2 separate regions of the Triticum aestivum genome follow, and region 1 is linked to region 2. A link is a contact called in public Hi-C data. All regions are on one chromosome and are shown on one strand. Each heading gives the region's core, a stretch centred on a gene start, on an enhancer-like site or on the middle of the called end of the contact. The rest is flanking DNA. Distances are from core to core; before and after follow the strand shown.

The links. A called contact is a pair of places that touch in the nucleus more often than the background predicts.
Region 1: a contact with region 2 is called in a Hi-C map of leaf, with 2.8 times the contacts expected there. The contact joins the enhancer-like site here to the promoter of LOC123121077 in region 2. A contact is called at or near these places in 3 of 5 Hi-C or Micro-C datasets (leaf and root).

Annotation. Positions count from the first base shown.
Region 1 is chr5D:285,092,501-285,097,239 of IWGSC CS RefSeq v2.1, reverse strand. No RefSeq gene overlaps it. Among protein-coding and RNA genes, the nearest start is that of LOC123121084, 26 kb to the left of the region's middle. Within about 2 kb of position 3,334, at least 2 of the 8 cell types and tissues checked have an H3K27ac peak or open chromatin away from gene starts, as enhancers often do. A contact at or near this core is called in leaf and root, where this site is marked.
Region 2 is chr5D:284,909,894-284,914,487 of IWGSC CS RefSeq v2.1, reverse strand. LOC123121077 (brassinosteroid LRR receptor kinase BRL1) reads left to right here and starts at 1,965. Exons shown (of 2, transcript XM_044541004.1): 1 at 1,965-2,288; 2 at 2,675-4,594. The coding sequence starts at 2,821.

The DNA.
Region 1 (4,739 bases), core at 2,085-4,584, 180 kb before region 2:
TTCATTCCACCAATTCCCTCTCTATCCCTTCTAACACACCATAAACTGAGGTCAAATCTCATCAAACTTATCATATATACTTTTTTGACGGATGAAATTTTCGTATCTTGAATAGTGACCAATCCAAAAGCTTGTATGGTTACACAAAATCCTTTTTTCACCTGACTGAAAAAATCATATTGAAGATTACCATTTAGAGTGTCATGATAATACATTGCATGACTAAATCATGATGGGAACAACAGGCTGCAATTTACACGTACATGATAAATTCCGATTCGTATGTACTGTCCTTTAACAATTTTGGTTTGCATACAATGGGTTTAGTTATAGCAAAGCGGATTTGCTACCAATCAAACATTCTGGGTATGTATCTGTCTCTTCAAAACATGGGTCCCTAAAGGAATTCCTCGCAGATCTGGGAAGCTATCAAAAATGCTCTTATATGATGAGATGGAGGGAGTAATTACCATGGTTTGCATGATGACAACCAAGCAAGATTCAGAATGGATATACATCTCAAAATGGTGAAGTTTAAAACAGAATGTTAGGTTGGAACATGTCGCGGTGAACATTCATAGTGATGGAGTAGCTAAGAGGAAAAGGTCCAAAGCTAGTCCTATTTTCCTGCCATCCCTATAGTAGCCTGATACTGCTTCTAGTTACCAATGCAAGTAATTGGTAGTAGAATAACATTGAGTAGGAAAAAAAAGGTCAGTCCTAGATCCTTGTTTCAAGATACACATATTACAAGGTCATTTTGATTTGTGCACTTATTCTATTGGAGGAAAGAGGGGCGAAAAGGTGAGTCCTTTGCTTTGTTTGATGCCAAAGAAGCCATCTATTTGCACAGAGCTCAACGACATATTGGTGCTAAATTCATTTACTTTGATGGATGTGTCATCAGAAGCACCAGCATCTGTGGCACCCACACCCAACATATGATATGCCTCTTGTACAAGCCAAACCTGATGTGTCCAAAGGGGTCATTTGGTGCCTCGATATTTTTTTCAAAACCTATTGTATAATTCTCAAAGGAGCCAATGTTTATTTGTATAAAGTTTTGTTAAAAAAATATATGTACTATACCATACTTTGACATACTGACATAATAACGATATCTTCGAACTTGGCCCCGGATCTCCCATCTCTTGCGGATTGGTGGAACATGTATATCGAGTCTCTGAAATCGTCACATCGAAACTTTTCTGTAAGGTGCACACATACGTTTTCTGGCATGTGTGGAATAAGAGAAACCATTGTATCTTTCACGATGCTTCCCTTCCGGTGGTTGATGTCGCTTACCTTGTAAAGGAGGACCTTAATAAGTCCGGTTTGGCAATTCTGCAACTGCCACCGGCATGCACTTCTTTAGTTTTAGTTCTCTACTCTATGTAAATAACGTTTGTAGTATTTCTTACTTTTCCCAAAGTAAAATCGGCAGAGCGCACGCTTGCTATATTGGGAAAACCCCATACTGACACAATAAGCTTAAGATCACAAAATTTTGAGCGTTGAAGCCAACATTGTTAGTTTTTTTTAGATAAATGGAAGATACATCTCTTCTCAGACGCCGCATCATACGGCACCCCTATTGCATATTTCCTGAAAATGGTATTATACTTATGCTTTAAAATGATTTATCGACTGTGCACCTTGAGTCATAGTAAAATAATTCCTTAAAATATTTTTTAAAGATAATTCTAAGTTACATAAATATTTTGGTGCACCCATCCCCACGGAGGAAGAAATTAAACACTAAAAGGAGTGAAAGTTTTGTCCCACGCCTCCTCAAAACAAGGGAAAAGGTAATCATGCATTGCATTGGAGAAGCAAGCTTAGATATCAAATGTAGTAAACAAAGTGTTTAACAAGGAAAAGACTCCACACATAGCCAAGAACAATTAATAATTTGCTAGTTACCAAGGTCTCAACCCCTCTACCCAGGGTGCTGTCTATCCTGTGGCAGCAACTCCATTGGTCAGGGTGACCTTCGTGATGTATAATAATGCTATTTGACTAATTGTGTTCAATTAGGAAAATAATTCCTCTGTCCGGGTTTTGTTAGCCCCTTGTGTTTTGGGTCAAATTTTGATCATAAATTGAACCAACAAAGTGTGAACTATATGCCACAAAAATTATATCACAAGAAACCTCTTTCGAATACAAATTCATTGTCGTACTTTTTTGTAGCATACAGCTCATATTTTGTTAGTCATATAGATGGTTAAAATTCGACCCACAATATGAGGGCTGCCAATAAACTTAGACAGAGGAGGTAGAAAAGAAGAAGTGATAATCCTCCGTAATTTGACTTATTCCAGACTAATCAGATGATTAACAGTGTTGATTAGCACTAAGGCCTCAAATAGTAAGCACCTCTTGCACATAGCAAGAACAGCATGTTTGTGTGTGGCGTGGCGCCGTGGCTGAGACGCATGCATTCATGTAGCTTGACGTTGAAGGATGAAGTGATAATATTGCTTAAGAATAATTTGGCCACCAAACATATATACCCAATCCGATTAGGCACGATGGTATAAACAAACGTCTGACCGTACGCAGCCTCAACGAAAAGAAAGGTGTGTGAACGTACGTGCTATGCATCCTTTGACACGATCTCACATAGCCAGTTAGCTTTTTTCTCGCAACAGGTTTGGGGGAAATGTGCCAGATGGTCGGGCTGCTCTTCGCTTGCACCAGACACGAGGTCTCCGCTCAGCTTGGCTCAGACTTGCCAACTCCTCATCAACAAGACTGCTACCGCAAACAGGCGCGGAATCAGAACTCTGATCATCATGATCGCCTGGGAATTATGGAGGGAAAGAAACCACTGCGTTTTCCGGGCAAAAACACCTCGGGTGGAAGATGTCATCGCGGCGATTAGGACCAATATCGAGCAATGGAGATTGGCCGGAGCCAAATTCATAGAGCCTCCCTTCGGGGACACAATTAGTGAAAATTAGCCTAATCAGAGGGGAGATAGCTGTACTTTTCTAATTTCATCCACTTGATCACTTGATCTACATGTTTCCACTGCTTTTTGCTAAATCAATGAAGCCGGTGATTTGCCGGTCTTTCAAAAAAAAGTTAGCTTTTTTCTTTTTTGAGGAACACATAGCCATTTAGCTAGGGACTTTTTTTTATGCAATACGATCCTACACGAACAAGGTCCTCTATATTTAACGGTGGGTGTATGTGCGTGTATGTAAGCATCTGCGCTTATACTGTGTTTAAAAAAAAATAAAAAATTCTACGTGTCTACACAATGGAGATGCCCGTAAGATATGAACTGTGAACGAGCAGTTAGCAGTTTAAGGGCTGGCCGGCCGGCCGGCCGGAAGAGCAGAGAGCAAGTCAACTACTGGAGAGAGATAATCGTCGCGTTTGTACGCCTAACTGCTGCGTCCCCTTTTGAAAATGTATGCATGTTGGCGATAAGAATATGGAGCGATGTTGCGTGACGCGCTCGAATACCGGTGTTTGTCGCCGCTGATCCATCACGTCGACGGCGACGTCTTTTGGATCGTCACACAAAGCGCCTTTTTATCTAGTCTAGATATCTAGACTAGACCAACATGCAAGGTCATGCAAAAACTCTTGGTTTCCTCTCTAAACATATACAAATCACTCTCGATTAATTTCCTTGATAAATGATTCGCAAAAAATCCCTTTTGCTAAATAAACATAATAATCCCTCCACTTTAAAATATAAGATGTATTTTTTTTTTCAAAACTCAAATGTTCCTAGTCTTCATTGATCGATCAATGAGCTGTATTTTCTTCTATGGTATTGTGTTCAACTACTACTCGTCGGAAGTTGCATTTTTCTAGTTAGAAGAAGCAAAGCATAAATAAAAGAAGGCATATATTGCATCACACATGCATGAATGTATCAAGTATGGCGTATGCACATTATAAAGTAAAATAAATCTTTGGATTCGACACCCGTGCGTGGAGGGCCAGCTGCTTAATTCAAGCATTAGTATGACCAAGTGGACGGCATTTTTAATTTGGCCTTGAAAAGGAGTGAGATGTTCACCTCATCGTTGCTTACAGGTCGTTCCAACCAAGTTGCACGCTTGCTCGGAGAAAATAAAACATGCTTATCATCTCAATAATGAGAGGGAAAAATAAAACAAGGACTCCGAGAAATAGTTTTCAGGTGATGCATGCATCGGAGACTCGATGACTAGTTTAGCAGTTTGTTTGTCAGGTGAGGCTTGATGTTTATTTTTTGCATGTTGAGAAATATATTTGGTTCTGGTCATCGAAGGCAATTTTATGTAGGAAAATTTGGTTCACCCCACAAAAAAAAGTAAAATTGGTTCGTGCAATTAAGCAAAGTGACCCAGATATTCGAAGGCTGCCACGAGAATTTCAATTGTGCAACTAAATAAAAGAATTTCAATTGTGGTTGTGCCACTAAGGAATGCAAATAAATTAGGTATATACCCCTGCACGCCATTTCTGCCGGTTGCCGGCATGCCAGGACTCATTTCGGTCTCCTTTGACCCGTTTCCTCCTCTATGAGACCCGTCACTTGTCATGTTAACCATATGGATGTGAAGATGCGTTTGTCAGTAGCACCCGTTGTAGGCCTCATGAACGACCGGGCGAGATATCACAGTTGCAGTGCTCGACATTGGCACAAAATTGAACATTCTGGCTCACGACCCAGGGGGTCACGACCCAGGGGGTCACGACCTGGGGCTGCATGGGCCCCACAGGCCTCTCCC
Region 2 (4,594 bases), core at 716-3,215:
TTACATACAAGTCATACGTGATTTTAGCTCTATTCAAGAATTCGTCCGGTTAACCAGTTAACATGCCGATAAATCCCTACTCGCAAGGTCACCGAGTAGCCGATAAACTGATAAATCGTCCGGTTAATGGTTTAACTTACTGATTAGCCTATTAACCCCCTACTCACCGGCCAACCGAGTAGCTACCAGTTAATGATTTCCTCAACAATGATTTTTAGTATTCATTCTCGTATTCAAATTCCAGATAATCAGATCGCATCAAACAATACATTGCAACCGATTCACGCGGTAACTCGCGGGGCATTATCTAATTTACAATATGGACAGGAACATGCACTTGTGATTTCAGTAAAGTGATAAGATCATTTGTGGATGTACTTACTTTAACTTAAAAACCATTATTACATCGCAATATTGCAACACAATATAGCTCGTTGTACAATAACTTAATTTGATATTCTTCCCCGGGTTAGATAATATCATATTTTGCTACCAAATTTCACATGTATCTATATATCATTTACATTTTTTTGAAAACTTATAAGTACTAGATCATGAGTATATGATCCTAGGATAAGGAAATTTCTATTCACTAGGAAAATACTTGATCCGAATGAGCATAAATAATAGGTTGGAGTGAATGTTGAAAGTCATATCATTCGTTTTGCGTGGAAAATGGTTTGTGTTACTCCATCATGTGGTAATCATCCTTACAAAAGATGGGGACGAGAGAAGGCGTATTACTCATCATGTGGTAATCCTCCTTACAAAGATGGGGACCAGAGGAGGCCCCAACCAAATAAAACCCGCCGTACATGCCTCAACCCTACCACAAGTAGCAAGGAAGTGAGTAACAACGTTCTGAGTTTGACTGATATGAGCAACATGTATCTCCCTCTTGAAACAGAAACTTCACCTCTTGGACCAACATTGAGTGACGAAACCTATCAACACTCAAGAGAAAAAATGGCCTTCGCTGCCTCGAGGCAGTCCGACTCCAGGATAATGGGAAGCAGTGACCATTGTAACGCTTGGGCAAAGCCCTCGTTGATCTCGGCCAATCCAGACTGTAGAGCATCAACGCAGAAACTGACAAACGGCGGGAGGGGAACACGATGTCACCTAGGTGTCCTCGATGGACCATTCCGCTACCCGCTGAGCCATCCGACTAGATGTAGGAGCCATTTTCTTGGAGGCATATAAATTCCTGTCAAACCGAGGCATAAGAATTTAGGTGGCACCATTCATTTGATCGGAAGGACATGTAGCCACTTTGATCCGCTGGATTTATAAAACACGATTCTTTTAGAAAATACAAGATTGCAATGTTTTACCCAATCCAACCCTAATGGATTTGAGGAGATGATTTCTTTTCCTATAAAATGAAGTGCGAAGAATTCATACAAAAAATTGCTATAAGATTTTGTCTTCTTGTGATACGATCCAGACCTACTATAAAAATTCATTGAAAGCACAAAGCATCCCATAAGTAATAGAAATTACATCAAGGGATCCCTATCAAAATAAAGGAACACCCATAGCAAAAGTTCTTAGGAACTCCAGCCCTACAAAAAATGCAGGATTTCCCCCTCCAAAACGTCACAGAAAGGGAATCAACGTGAAGCAAATCCCCGGTGCCCCAACGTGTGGTCCGTGTGCCTGGGAGCAGGAGATGATGCCCGAAAGCCGGGCTCCCTCTCGCTCGGGGGAATCAAATCCCAGCTTTGACCGGACTCAGCCTCACTCGGACGCTGAGCTGAAGAGATCCCCACACACATGCATGCTAAGGAAAGAAAGAAGAGAAAATAAAGCGAGCATTTCGAGCACCCAAACCATTTCCATCCAGCCCCTCGCCGAGGCCGAGTAATTACCCTTGGAAACCCGCGCAGCCTCCCCCCGTTCTCCCGCGAATAAACAACTCGGCGCCCCCCTTCTTTTCGGGCAAAATTGCCGTCGCAAGCAAACAAGCCCCGTGGAGGGGAGGCTGCTCGCTAAAACTAATGGCGGTTGAGTAGCAGGCTAGTAGCGCGCCGGAGCTCTGTCCCTCCCTCCCTCCCTCCCCTGCTACTTAAATAGTCAAGTGTAGGCCTGTGTGTGCTTCCTCTGCTTCTGCTTCTTCCTCGTCCAGCAGCATCTCTCTTCCCTTCCCTTGTCCTCGCCTGCGATTCTTGCGGCAGCTAGATAGATTCTGCTGCGAACTCCCTCTTCTCAACCTGTGGGATTTCTTCCTCCGTTGCTTTCTTGATGAGGTTTCGGGTTCAGGCACCCTACTTCTCCTCCTGGCCAAGGTGCGCGGCTTTCCTAATCTCCCCTTTCATTATGCTGCTTCTTGGTTTCGTTGCAGCCAATGTTTGGCTGGGTTTTTGGTGGTTTGAAGGTTGCAATTGCACTTTTTTTGGCTGGGTTGCCTGGGGCATGTTTGTGCGTTGCGTCCCAGTTGGAGCTTGTTTCTTACTAGGATTCGTTTCATGGGTTCTATCACGTTTTGGGTTTTGGGGGTTTAGAGTGTTGAATTTGGCCCAAGAATTTCCCATTTGCTCCCATTGTTCTTGCGTGCTTTCCCCTGCCAAGATTCCTTAGGCTCTCTTTATTTTGTTCTTTGTACACGAGCGAATTGTTCGGGCTAAGCTTGTTTCCCTAGTGAAGATGAGCTGAAATTTCAACGTATCTGCAGGGAAATTGCGACCCAAATGTTCTCCGTCGACATGTGAAGCCACCCAACAACACGGCAGCACGCAACTCCCACCGCCGCCGCCGGCATCTCCGTTTTCTCCTCCTTCCTTGCAAGAATCGACGGCTGCACGCAGAGGACCCGAAGCCATGTCGCCCTTCACTGCGGGCTTCTTCTTCTTGCTCGTGCTGCTCCGGCTGCTGGCGCCCGCCATTGCCGACGCCGGCGAGGCGGCGGCGCTGCTCGCCTTCAGGCGCGCGTCCGTGGTGGACGACCCGCGCGGCGCTCTCACGACCTGGGCGTCCGGCGCCGCGGCCAACTCCACCGCGCCCTGCTCGTGGGCCGGCGTCACGTGCGCGCCACCGCTCGACGGCCGGGTCGTCGCCGTCAACCTCAGCGGCATGGAACTCGCCGGCGACCTTCAGCTCGGCGCGCTCCTTTCCCTCCCGACGCTGCAGCGTCTCGACTTGCGCCGCAATGCCTTCTACGGCAACCTCTCGCACGCGCCGCCGTCGTCGTCGTCGTGCGCGCTCGTGGAGGTGGACATATCCTCGAACGCCTTCAACGGGACGCTGCCCCCGGCGTTCCTGTCGTCCTGCGGCGCGCTGCGGTTCCTGAACCTGTCGAGGAACGCCCTCGCCGGCGGTGGGTTCCCGTTTGCGTCGTCGCTGCGGTCGCTCGACCTGTCGCGCAACCACCTGGAGGACGCCGGCCTGCTCAACTACTCCTTCGCCGGCTGCCATGGCCTGCGCTACCTCAACCTCTCCGCCAACCTCTTCACGGGCCGGCTGCCGGAGCTGGCGTCGTGCAGCGTGGTCACCACGCTCGACGTATCGTGGAACCAGATCTCAGGCGCGCTCCCCGCCGAGTTCATGGCGACCGCGCCGGCCAACTTGACGTACCTGAGCATTGCCCGAAACAACCTAACCGGTGATGTCTCTGGGTACAACTTCGGCGTGTGCGGCAACCTGACGGTGCTTGATTGGTCCAACAATGTCCTAAGCAGCACCGGATTGCCGCCGGGTCTCACCAACTGCCGGCGCCTCGAGACGCTCGACATGTCAGGGAACAAGCTTCTCTCCGGCTCAATACCGACCTTCTTCACCGAACTTCCTTCTCTGAAGAGACTGGCATTGGCCGGCAACGAGTTCGCCGGCCCGATACCGGAGGAGCTGGGCCAGCTGTGCGGCAGAATCGTCGATCTGGACCTGTCGAGCAACCGGCTGGTCGGTGGCTTGCCGGCGAGCTTTGCAAAATGCAGCTCCCTCGAGGTGCTCGACCTCAGAGCGAACCAGCTCTCTGGAGACTTTGTGGCCAGCGTCGTCAGCACCATCTCCTCGCTCCGCGTGCTGCGGCTTGCATTCAACAACATCACCGGCGCGAACCCGCTGCCGGCGCTCGCGGCGGGGTGCCCATTGCTGGAGGAGATCGACCTCGGGTCCAACGAGCTCGACGGAGAACTCATGCCGGACCTGTGCTCATCACTGCCTTCTCTGAAGAAGCTGTTCCTCCCAAACAACTACCTCAACGGCACTGTGCCGACGTCGCTCGGCAACTGCGCTAACCTGGAGTCCATTGATCTGAGCTTCAATTTCCTGGTTGGTCAGATCCCGCCAGAAGTAATCACTCTGCCGAAGCTGGTCGATCTGGTCATGTGGGCGAATGGCCTGTCCGGCGCGATACCGGACATCCTATGTTCCAATGGCACCGCGCTGGCGACACTGGTGATAAGCTACAACAACTTCACCGGAGGCATCCCGCCGTCCATCACAAGCTGCGTGAACCTCATCTGGGTGTCGCTGTCGGCCAACCGTCTCACCGGGGGCGTGCCGCCGGGCTTCTCCAAGCTCCAGAAGCTGGCCATCCTGCAGCTCAACAAGAACCAGCTCTCCGGGCGCGTGCCGGCGGAGCTCGGCAGGTGCA